3 separate regions of the Sus scrofa genome follow, and all the other regions are linked to region 1. Evidence: chromatin contacts called from public Hi-C and promoter capture Hi-C data. All regions are on one chromosome and are shown on one strand. The core of a region is the stretch at or near the end of the contact, and the rest is flanking DNA. Distances in the headings are between cores, read along the strand shown.

Region 1 (2,773 bases), core at 134-2,633:
AGAAGAGCTGGTCGATTTCAAATATCTGCATTTTCCCCCCTTCCTTGCTTCCTTCCTTCCTCTCTTTTGATTTTTTTGCTTTTTTGGGGCCACATGTGTAGCATATGGAAGTTCCTAGCCTAGGAGCTGCAGCTGCCAGCCTACACCACAGTCGCAGCAACTCGGGATCTGAGTGGTGTCTGCAACCTACACCACAGCTCACCGCCACGCCGCATCCTTAACCCACTGAGTGAGGCCAGGGATCAACCTGCATCCTCATGGATACTAGTCACGTTCTTAACCTGCTGAGCTACAATGAGAACTCCTTTTTTTCTTTCTTCTTAGGGCCGTACCTGCAACAACTTGATGCCAACAGCAGCTTTTGGCAACTCGAGATCCTTAACCCACTGAGCAAGGCTAGGGATCAAACCCATACCCTCACTAGTAGGTTAAGAACAGTTCCTTTAACTCACTGAGCTACAACAGGAACTCCTCAAATATTTGTATTTTAACTAGTACCTAAATGATTCCCATGCAATAGCCGGAAGATCAACTTTGAAATACTGTTGGGTGAGGGAACACTGTCTCTTGCTTTTTGTTTGGAGGGTTGGTTTGTTCTCTTCAGTCTCTGCGTGGTATTCCTATTCCGGCAAAAGACTCATTATCCAGTTGTAATTAGTTTTAAGAGAGTGAAGAAAAAGACTTGGAAAAACGCTATGTCGGCTAGAAGAGAGTGACGGAGGGAAGGAGAAGGATGAGGCGGTCAGGGATCAGGGAAGATGATGGAGGGGGCGGCGGCAGGCAGAGAGGTTTTCGTTTTTACCATTTATCAAACCCCGAGCACCTACTGCCAGCACTGTGCCAGGTGCTGGAGATTCAAAGGTGACCTTGACAGCAGCACCCACCTTCAGGGAGTCTAGAGCAGCCTGAGGCAGGTGCGAGGGTGCGGTGGGAAGGCCAAAGAGGGGCCCCAACCCAGTGTTGGAGCCGTAAGGCGAGGCTTCGTGGGGCGCACCTGTACGCTCTGGACCCCGAGGAGACTTCGGGGCGGGGGGGCGGCAAAAGGAGCAAATTCATTCTATTTAATTTTTAAACTTGTCTTTCTTGCTTACCAAAGTAATGCGTGTTTGGTGTGAAACTTCTCGGCATAGGAAAGTGTAAGCCTCCCTGCTGCTGCTCACCGCCCCTGCCGGTCTGGAGCTTTCGGACCCGGGACTTTGAGGACTGGTTCCCGGAAGGCGAAGGCCCGCATCGGTCCTCCCCCCAGCAGGGGGCGGCATGCTGCACGCCAGGCGGCCGGCGCATCTCTCTTCCACACGTAGCTTGCGTGATCGCTGGCGCTACATACTGCGCCTGCGCGCGCGTCGCGGCCCTTTTTCCCCCCCGGGAGCGGTGCTGGGCCTGCTGCTCTGTGGCAAGCCGCCGATTGGGAGCTCTGTTCTGCAGGATGGTGAGTGGATATCCCGATCTCGGGGCTACGGAGGCACGGGGGTTCCTGCTTCTTGTCCCAAGGCCCGTCTAGGGTCCGTCTAGCGTGGCGCACGGATCGGATGGCATTAGATTGCCGGCTCTGCCGTGATCCGGCTGCGGCTCCCAGCGTGGCCTTAATGGCTGCCACGGCGCGTAATCGTGCGGGGGAGGGGTGCCAGGAGAGGGGAACCGGGGCACTGGATTGCGGGTGAGGGGTGAGTTTAGTAGACAAGCCGCAGGATTAGTGCCAGTTGTGCCGCGGGTCACTGGCTGGCGGCCGAGCCGGGCGGGTTGCATGGACAGTCGTTCTCAGACGAGCTAGGGGAGGCCTGAGTGGAGACCGGCTGCGGCTCCTCGGACCCAGCGCCCCCATGACCGCTTGATGGGTTTTCTGGGAGACCGTCGGACCCCGCAGGTCGTTCAGAAGGCCTGTGTTGTCGGCCCGAAGTGGCTTTTAACCCAGATCCGTCAGTAGAGCTGGCAGGCTGTGGCGTCTCTGGGCCCCGAAAGGAAGCTCGTTGCGTTTGGTACGTGCCTCCTGCCTTTCTGTAGGTTGTCGGTGGCACCAGTTTTTAATGAGTTTCCGGGCGTGGTGTGGCTTTAGAAGGTGAGGGACAGTGTTTTAATCGGCAGAGTGATTGCTGAGTAAGTTCTTGGTCAGTTGCGTTTTGTGACAGGTAACTTAGGCTTTTGAAAAATGTTCGTATAAAGGGGGAAATAGGTTAGATTCTTGAAATGGAACAGTATTAAGAACAGACATTTGGCAAGATTGCTGTCTTGAGCAGTATTTTGCAAAAGTTAAGAAATTGGCCTACGTTTGTGTTTGTTGTTTCCTTCCATTTCCCCCCACTGGCTCATTTTTATTGCTTTATAAAGCTATAAATTTTGAGCCATGGAAAGTAGAGGAAAGTGATTCTCGAGCTTTGATTTGATAAAGGCTGGACTCTACAAAAAGTGGTGGTTGTCAGAATTCACTGCAAGTTTCAATTTTGAAGTGTTACTTTGTTACAGCTCAAATGTCAAAAGTATAAACTAAAACAATCAAAGTGTTAATAACATTTCTTTTTTCTTAAAGGGGTTTGTAAAAGTCGTCAAGAATAAGGCTTACTTCAAGAGGTACCAGGTGAAATTTAGAAGACGACGAGGTATGGTCAGTTTTTTGTGTTCACACGTTGAAACGATTTCTGCTTCTCTGGCAGTGGAGTAGACTTTCTTAAATTGTTTTTTTCTTTCAGAGGGTAAAACTGACTACTATGCCCGGAAACGATTGGTCATCCAAGATAAAAATAAGTATAACACACCAAAATACAGGATGATAGTTCGT
Region 2 (2,773 bases), core at 79-2,578, 380 kb before region 1:
TGAAACAATTTTTATCTCACTACATGAAAAGCCTCTGATATTTTCTACTCTGTTGTGTTTTCAAAATGCTGGTTGCAGCCCCCTTAATTGGTTGGTCCTGATCTGCAGATTTAAGAGCACTGTTTTCTTGGATCTAGCTTAGGTTTTTATTTGTTTTACCATAAGAAAGTGTTATCAGCACTCAATCTCATTTTCCTAATTTTGAAGTACAATATTGTGTTTAACCCGAGCTCCCCTTAGTTCTAATGTTTCACAGTTCTAAGTCAGTTGCTCCTGCTAGAGTGAAAGTTTTCTAGATAAGGGAATGTCTTATTGGTAAAAATGATGAAAATTATCAACGTAAGCCTAGGGAAATTTGTACTACCTTGGTGGAAAGTCTGTCTCATTTCAGAGTTTAGAACAATTACTGACTCAAGTAACTTGAACTCTTCAGGCTGTAAAAGATAAAGGTTGATAAAGGATTGAATCAAAGTTTTTAAATTATGGAGAAACACCGAGAGTGTTTTGTATTTTACGGTAGTCCAAGACAACCTGAAGTTTACATTTTCAGGGACACCATGATCTTACATATGATTTGGAAATAGGATATTAAAATTGACTTAATTTGGTTTTTCTTACATTATTGTGGAAGCTACTATAATACTCACCAGATTCTAAAATACTAAAACCTATAGTGCCTTTTAACATTTCTCAGGTATTATTTTGTTCCGTAGTAGACTCACCACCTCATTGGTAAAAATGTGTAAGTTGATTCAGGGTTTACTCAGATTCATGAGTTCTCATTCCATGCTTCTGTTGAGGCTTTGGAATCAGAAAGCGTCTTAGAGGTGTTAAAGCCCCTTGCTTGTTGTCATTAGGAAGGGGAAAATACCTGGAGTATGTCTTGAATGTCATGGTCAGCAGCAGTGCTTCTCACAGCATGTCTCCTGATGCCCTTGCAGAGACAAAAACACTGACCTAGATGGCCTGGGTCGTGACGCAGTATGATGCTTTTCCTGTTGTAAGTTAGAAATTTTTCACCCACTTGGTGGCCAGAAACAGACCACATACAGTTTTGTTCCTTGGAGACCACATGTTGGTTTTGGTAGTCTTATAGTTACATTTATAAACCCTGTTTGGTTGACTTTAGGCTCTGACAAGTCTTTGAAGGAGGGGAGTTTCTTGAATTGTAACCCAAAAAATTAGGAGTTAAAACTGAGAAGGAAGGACAAATGTTGAGAATCAAGTTTTGATTTAGCAAATGAAATTGGGGTGAATGGTTAATGCTGACAGAGCTGAAAGCGCCATCATGTGGCCCAGAGAAGGGGGTTTTCACACAGGCTTCTTGGCAACAAACAGTATAATCTCAGAGGTGCGGAAGCCAAAAACCTCTGCCGAACAACTTCTATAACCTCTTCCTGGACAGCTAGCTCTCTCGCTTGGTAGACAGAATAAAAACTGTCTGAAACAGGTTTTAACATGTCTCAAATTATATTTGAAAAATTCCTACCATGGGGGGGAATTGTAGCTTACTGCTTCTTTTGGTTTGTGTGTAACATACACGTTCCCACCCCCCACCCCCAATGTCTCTTGGCCTGTTGGTTCTAGTTTTAGATTTCCTTGGCGAATGGTACAGGTAATCGTCAGATTTATCCTTTCATGAAGATGATGTGAAATGTTGATGAAGAACCAGCTTGAAGGCATCTTTTAGCATGGTTACTTGGTTTTAAATGGAGTTTTTACCTTGATGGAGACAACGTACACTTGGCAGGGATTCGGAAGGTACTGACTTAGGGTGAAGAGAAATGGGGCTTTTAACAAAGACAGCACTTTAGAGTGTCATCTAAAAAGAGACAGACAAGAAGGAGCACTGTAACTTGCTGTCTTTCTAACACAGCTGACGCCCACAACAAAGTTGTATATTGAACCTTTTGTCCAATACCTCGTTAAGCTCAATGTTAGTTTATCTTGGTGTCAGATACCAGTCTCCCCTTTTCTAAAATGACTTTAATTTTTTCCACTCTGTCTAATCCAACCTGCCTTTTGTACATCTGGAATCAGGGTATTCAGTTCAGTCATAAACTGTTTAGTGCAGTTTTCTTTATGTGAAGTCAGAAAGGTGAAACCAAGGAGAGGAAAATAGTAAAGTTAGCATCTGTGGGGGTTCAGTAATGATGATGTATCTCCTCACAACCTTGGGGGTTCTTTTCTTCTGACTTTAATTAGAGGCAACATGTTAGAGTTTAGACTTTGTAAAACCTGAATTAAATGTGCTACTTGATACCTGAAATGATCTTAGAAAGGCAGTTAACCTCTCAGAGCTTCAGTTGCCTCATCTGTCAAAATAAAGTTGTAAGTTATATGAGGATTAAATGAGATAGTATGCAAAACCACCTACTGGCAGAAAGTGTGGGGAGGTGAGAAAGTTCTAGAGAAGAATGGTGATCATTGCCCGGAAATGGGAATGTACTTCATACCGCTGAACTATAGCCAAATTTTTTTTAAATGGTGTATTTTATGTATGTTCTACCACAATTAAAAAAAGTTCACCTACCTTAAAATAAGCCCTTAATATATGCTAATTTCCCCCCTCATTAGAAACTGAATTTTGTTTTAATAATTCTTGTTTTACTTTTCGATTAGCCCTTGATTCAGCCATCCTTGTACCTCATTCGTATTTGGAACTATTCTGCCTCCAAGATCTTGAAATAAGAGCTTCCCGTCTCTGACCACAGCCTCTGTCTCATCTACAGCTCTGGCTCCTGAGTGTGCTCTGTGACCTGGTTTTGACCTC
Region 3 (2,773 bases), core at 182-2,681, 360 kb after region 1:
GTGCACAAGCTTAAGATTTATGAGCCATGATCTAGCCTCCTAACCTCTTCAACCTTTTTCTTCTACTCCCACCCTAGACTTTACAGTCTTAAAGGTCCAACAAAAACTCAACACTTGTAGTGTCCACTACATATTGCCCACTGCTAAAACACTCACACTATGCATTTTCAGAACTCTCTCTTCCTTCTGTTCCTTTTCTTGAAATGCCCCTTCTTTCTTGCATTCCTGCTTCACTTAAGCATCTTTCTAAATTCAAATTTATTCTTCTTCAGGAAACCTTTTCTGAAACCCCAGAGAAGAAGCCCTCCTCCCACAGCAGCTATACCATACCTTATTGATACTACTTGTTTATGAACCAGTAACCCTTAAATATTAAGATCCTTGAAAAGGGATCTTTCTTTTGTCCCCTCCCCTGTGTCCGTGCCTCCATTCACTCGTTACTGGCACAGGGTAACATGTAAAGTTCAGTAAATTAACTTTTCAACTGGACTGGAAATCAAGAAATGTTGAGTTCCAGCCCGTTTTGCTAACTATGTGACTTTAGATACTTTACTCTCTATGCCTACCTTATACATCTATATATAAATAATCTAATTCTAAAGTTCCTTCTGATGAAAATTCTAAATAACTTTTAAAAACTCTACATGTGACAATATCTGTTACTGAAAGATTCTCTATATCAACCATAGAAAATTAACATTAAAAATTAGGTAGCCTGTATAAAAATTGAAAGATGAACTACACCAAGGCTGCTGTTTTTTTTTTTTGTTTTTTTTTTTCCAGTGCTACCTAGAAACATCGAAATCAGCTGTACTGGAGCTAACAAGATTTCTCCTAAGAAAGTACCCTCTACCAGAATGACTACATAGATTAAGGTAACTCCCTGTAACATTATGTAGACACTAAAAAGAAAACAATATGGGAGAAACGCTTAGAATGCTGACGAAAAGTTATAAAGTTCTAATAAACAATTAGATCCTATTTGGTTTTTAAATGATGGTTATATAACGGAGAAGGCAATGTACCATTAAACACATCAGTAACTCCTTTCAAAATATCCTCAAATAAGATTTAGTGAAAAATCACAGGGTCACAATTCAAAAATCCTTGAAGAAGTAATGACAGCGTAGACTCACAAAGCCGGATTTGGGTGAGGATGGTGGAAGTGATTAAAAAAGTGTCATCGTCTCGTCCAATGATTAAGAAGAACGTGTATTAGACCTGTATTGTGAAATCCGCCGTACTGGAGCGTGTACTGGCTAGAAAAACCTCAGGTGAATTATAAAACACAAAGAAAAACCGCCGACATCACCGGGGCTGGCCTCCTTCCGACCGGAGGAAAGGGGAGAGGGCGGGAGTCGATTCTAGGTCCCGCCTAACTTCCCGGTCCCCGGCGCGGCCAGGACCTCGCCTCCGCGCCTGCGCAGAGCTGCCCGGCTCCCCCCGCGGCCCTCGCCTCACCCCCCGCGGCTCCCCGGCTTCCTACGCCGGTGAGAGGCGACGACGTGCGGCGGGGCGAACGGAAGGAGGCTGGCTGCCCTCTGCACCTACTTGGTACTCGATCTCCAGCGAGGCCTTCAGGGGCATGGGCTGGTAGAAACACTCCTTCTGGCCGGCGGGAAGGGTGAACGTGAAGTCGCTGTCCAAGGAGGGCGTGAAGCCGGCCGCCGCGGGCAGCAGCAGAGCGGCCCAGAGGACCCCCGGGAAGGGCAGCCGGATCTTGTCGCCCATGCCTGCCGGGGCGGTCTCGGGCCGGAAGAGGCGTGGGAAGGGTGGGCTAGTGACGCCTGCGCCCCGCTTCGCCTCCCCGGGCTCCTCGTGGGCGGCGGGGAAAGCTGGAGCCTGAAGGAGGTCCGGGAGCCGGCCGCGGTGGAGGCGTGCTCCTCGGACGAGGAAGCGCCGGCCTGGGGAGCGTAGGCGCTGAGGGCGGGGCCAGCAGTCCTTTTCCACACCCTCCTCGGTCTCGGCGCCTCCAGCCCCGCGGGAGCGCGGCCCGCTTGACTCCCAGAAGACCGCAGCCTCCCATGGCTGCCCTCACACCAATGGGCGTCGTGGCGGTAGCTGTGGGAAATGTAGTTCAGGGAGCGAGCTCGGCCTCGCTCGCAGACCACAATTCCCGACAGGCCTCGGGGCCCGCGCGGGGGCGGGGCTGCGGCGGGGCGTCGCCAACGGCTCCCGCGGCGGTTCGAACGCGACGCCGCCGGGGTTCGCTGGTGTCCCGCGTGCAGTGTCGGGGGTTCCACGCTCTGGGTCCGGGAGAGGGGCGAGGTTTCCGAGCGCAGACGGGTGCGCCGGCGTCGGTGGGTCTCCCAACTGCGGCTTGGGTGGCGAGCGGCCTGCCGGAGGGGGTTGTGTTCCTTCCCCTCTGGTCCCCTGAGGCGCTTCTCCTGGGCCTCGCCCTTGCGCTTGAGCTGCTGCTCTGCAGGGTTGTGTTTTAGGTGAAGAGAGATGGAAAAGCAAGCTGTCGAGTTTTCCTCCGCTTGTTCCAGATGAACGAAGGACGCGTTTGTGTCAGATTGAGCGTTCTTGTCACAGCACGGTGCCCTCTCGGGTCACGGCCCCCTTGCAAAACGGGGAAGCCTTTTCGACCCCAGTCTCTGGTTTTACATCCCGGGAGTGAAGTGAACACTTGTGCTTCGGGGCCGTGGGTGTGCGTGGATATAGCCACAAACGCACCGTTATTTGGGCCGAAAGGCGTCAAGGCCTGGAGGTAGCATGATGTGCTTTTCCAAGATAGACTTGAAGGGGGGCAGACGCTTTATTTGAAGACAAT

Evidence for each region. Promoter capture Hi-C pulls out the DNA fragments that hold promoters and counts their contacts. A called contact is a pair of places that touch in the nucleus more often than the background predicts.
Region 2: a Hi-C map of liver shows a contact between it and region 1, with 2.6 times the contacts expected there. A contact is called at or near these places in 2 of 5 promoter capture datasets (fetal skeletal muscle and liver), 3 of 47 Hi-C or Micro-C datasets (embryonic fibroblasts and liver) and 2 of 2 datasets of targeted methods (alveolar macrophages and skeletal muscle).
Region 3: a promoter capture Hi-C map of liver shows a contact between it and region 1, with 5 times the contacts expected there. A contact is called at or near these places in 3 of 5 promoter capture datasets (fetal liver, fetal skeletal muscle and liver), 7 of 47 Hi-C or Micro-C datasets (blood, embryonic fibroblasts, heart right ventricle and 3 more) and 2 of 2 datasets of targeted methods (alveolar macrophages and skeletal muscle).

What each region holds. Positions count from the first base shown.
Region 1 is chr4:124,366,222-124,368,994 of Sscrofa11.1, reverse strand. RPL5 (ribosomal protein L5) reads left to right here and starts at 1,383. Exons shown (of 8, transcript NM_001114284.2): 1 at 1,383-1,429; 2 at 2,525-2,594; 3 at 2,685-2,773. The coding sequence starts at 1,427. EVI5 (ecotropic viral integration site 5 protein homolog) reads right to left here and starts at 1,217. Exons shown (of 18, transcript XM_021090214.1): 1 at 1,092-1,217.
Region 2 is chr4:124,750,991-124,753,763 of Sscrofa11.1, reverse strand. All of the region lies in intron 6 of RPAP2 (putative RNA polymerase II subunit B1 CTD phosphatase RPAP2), which reads left to right. Among named protein-coding and RNA genes, the nearest start is that of RPAP2, 22 kb to the left of the region's middle.
Region 3 is chr4:124,008,949-124,011,721 of Sscrofa11.1, reverse strand. CCDC18 (coiled-coil domain-containing protein 18) reads left to right here and starts at 1,431. Exons shown (of 32, transcript XM_021090190.1): 1 at 1,431-1,554. It overlaps TMED5 (transmembrane p24 trafficking protein 5), which reads right to left and starts at 1,897. Exons shown (of 4, transcript NM_001243695.1): 1 at 1,552-1,897. The coding sequence starts at 1,731.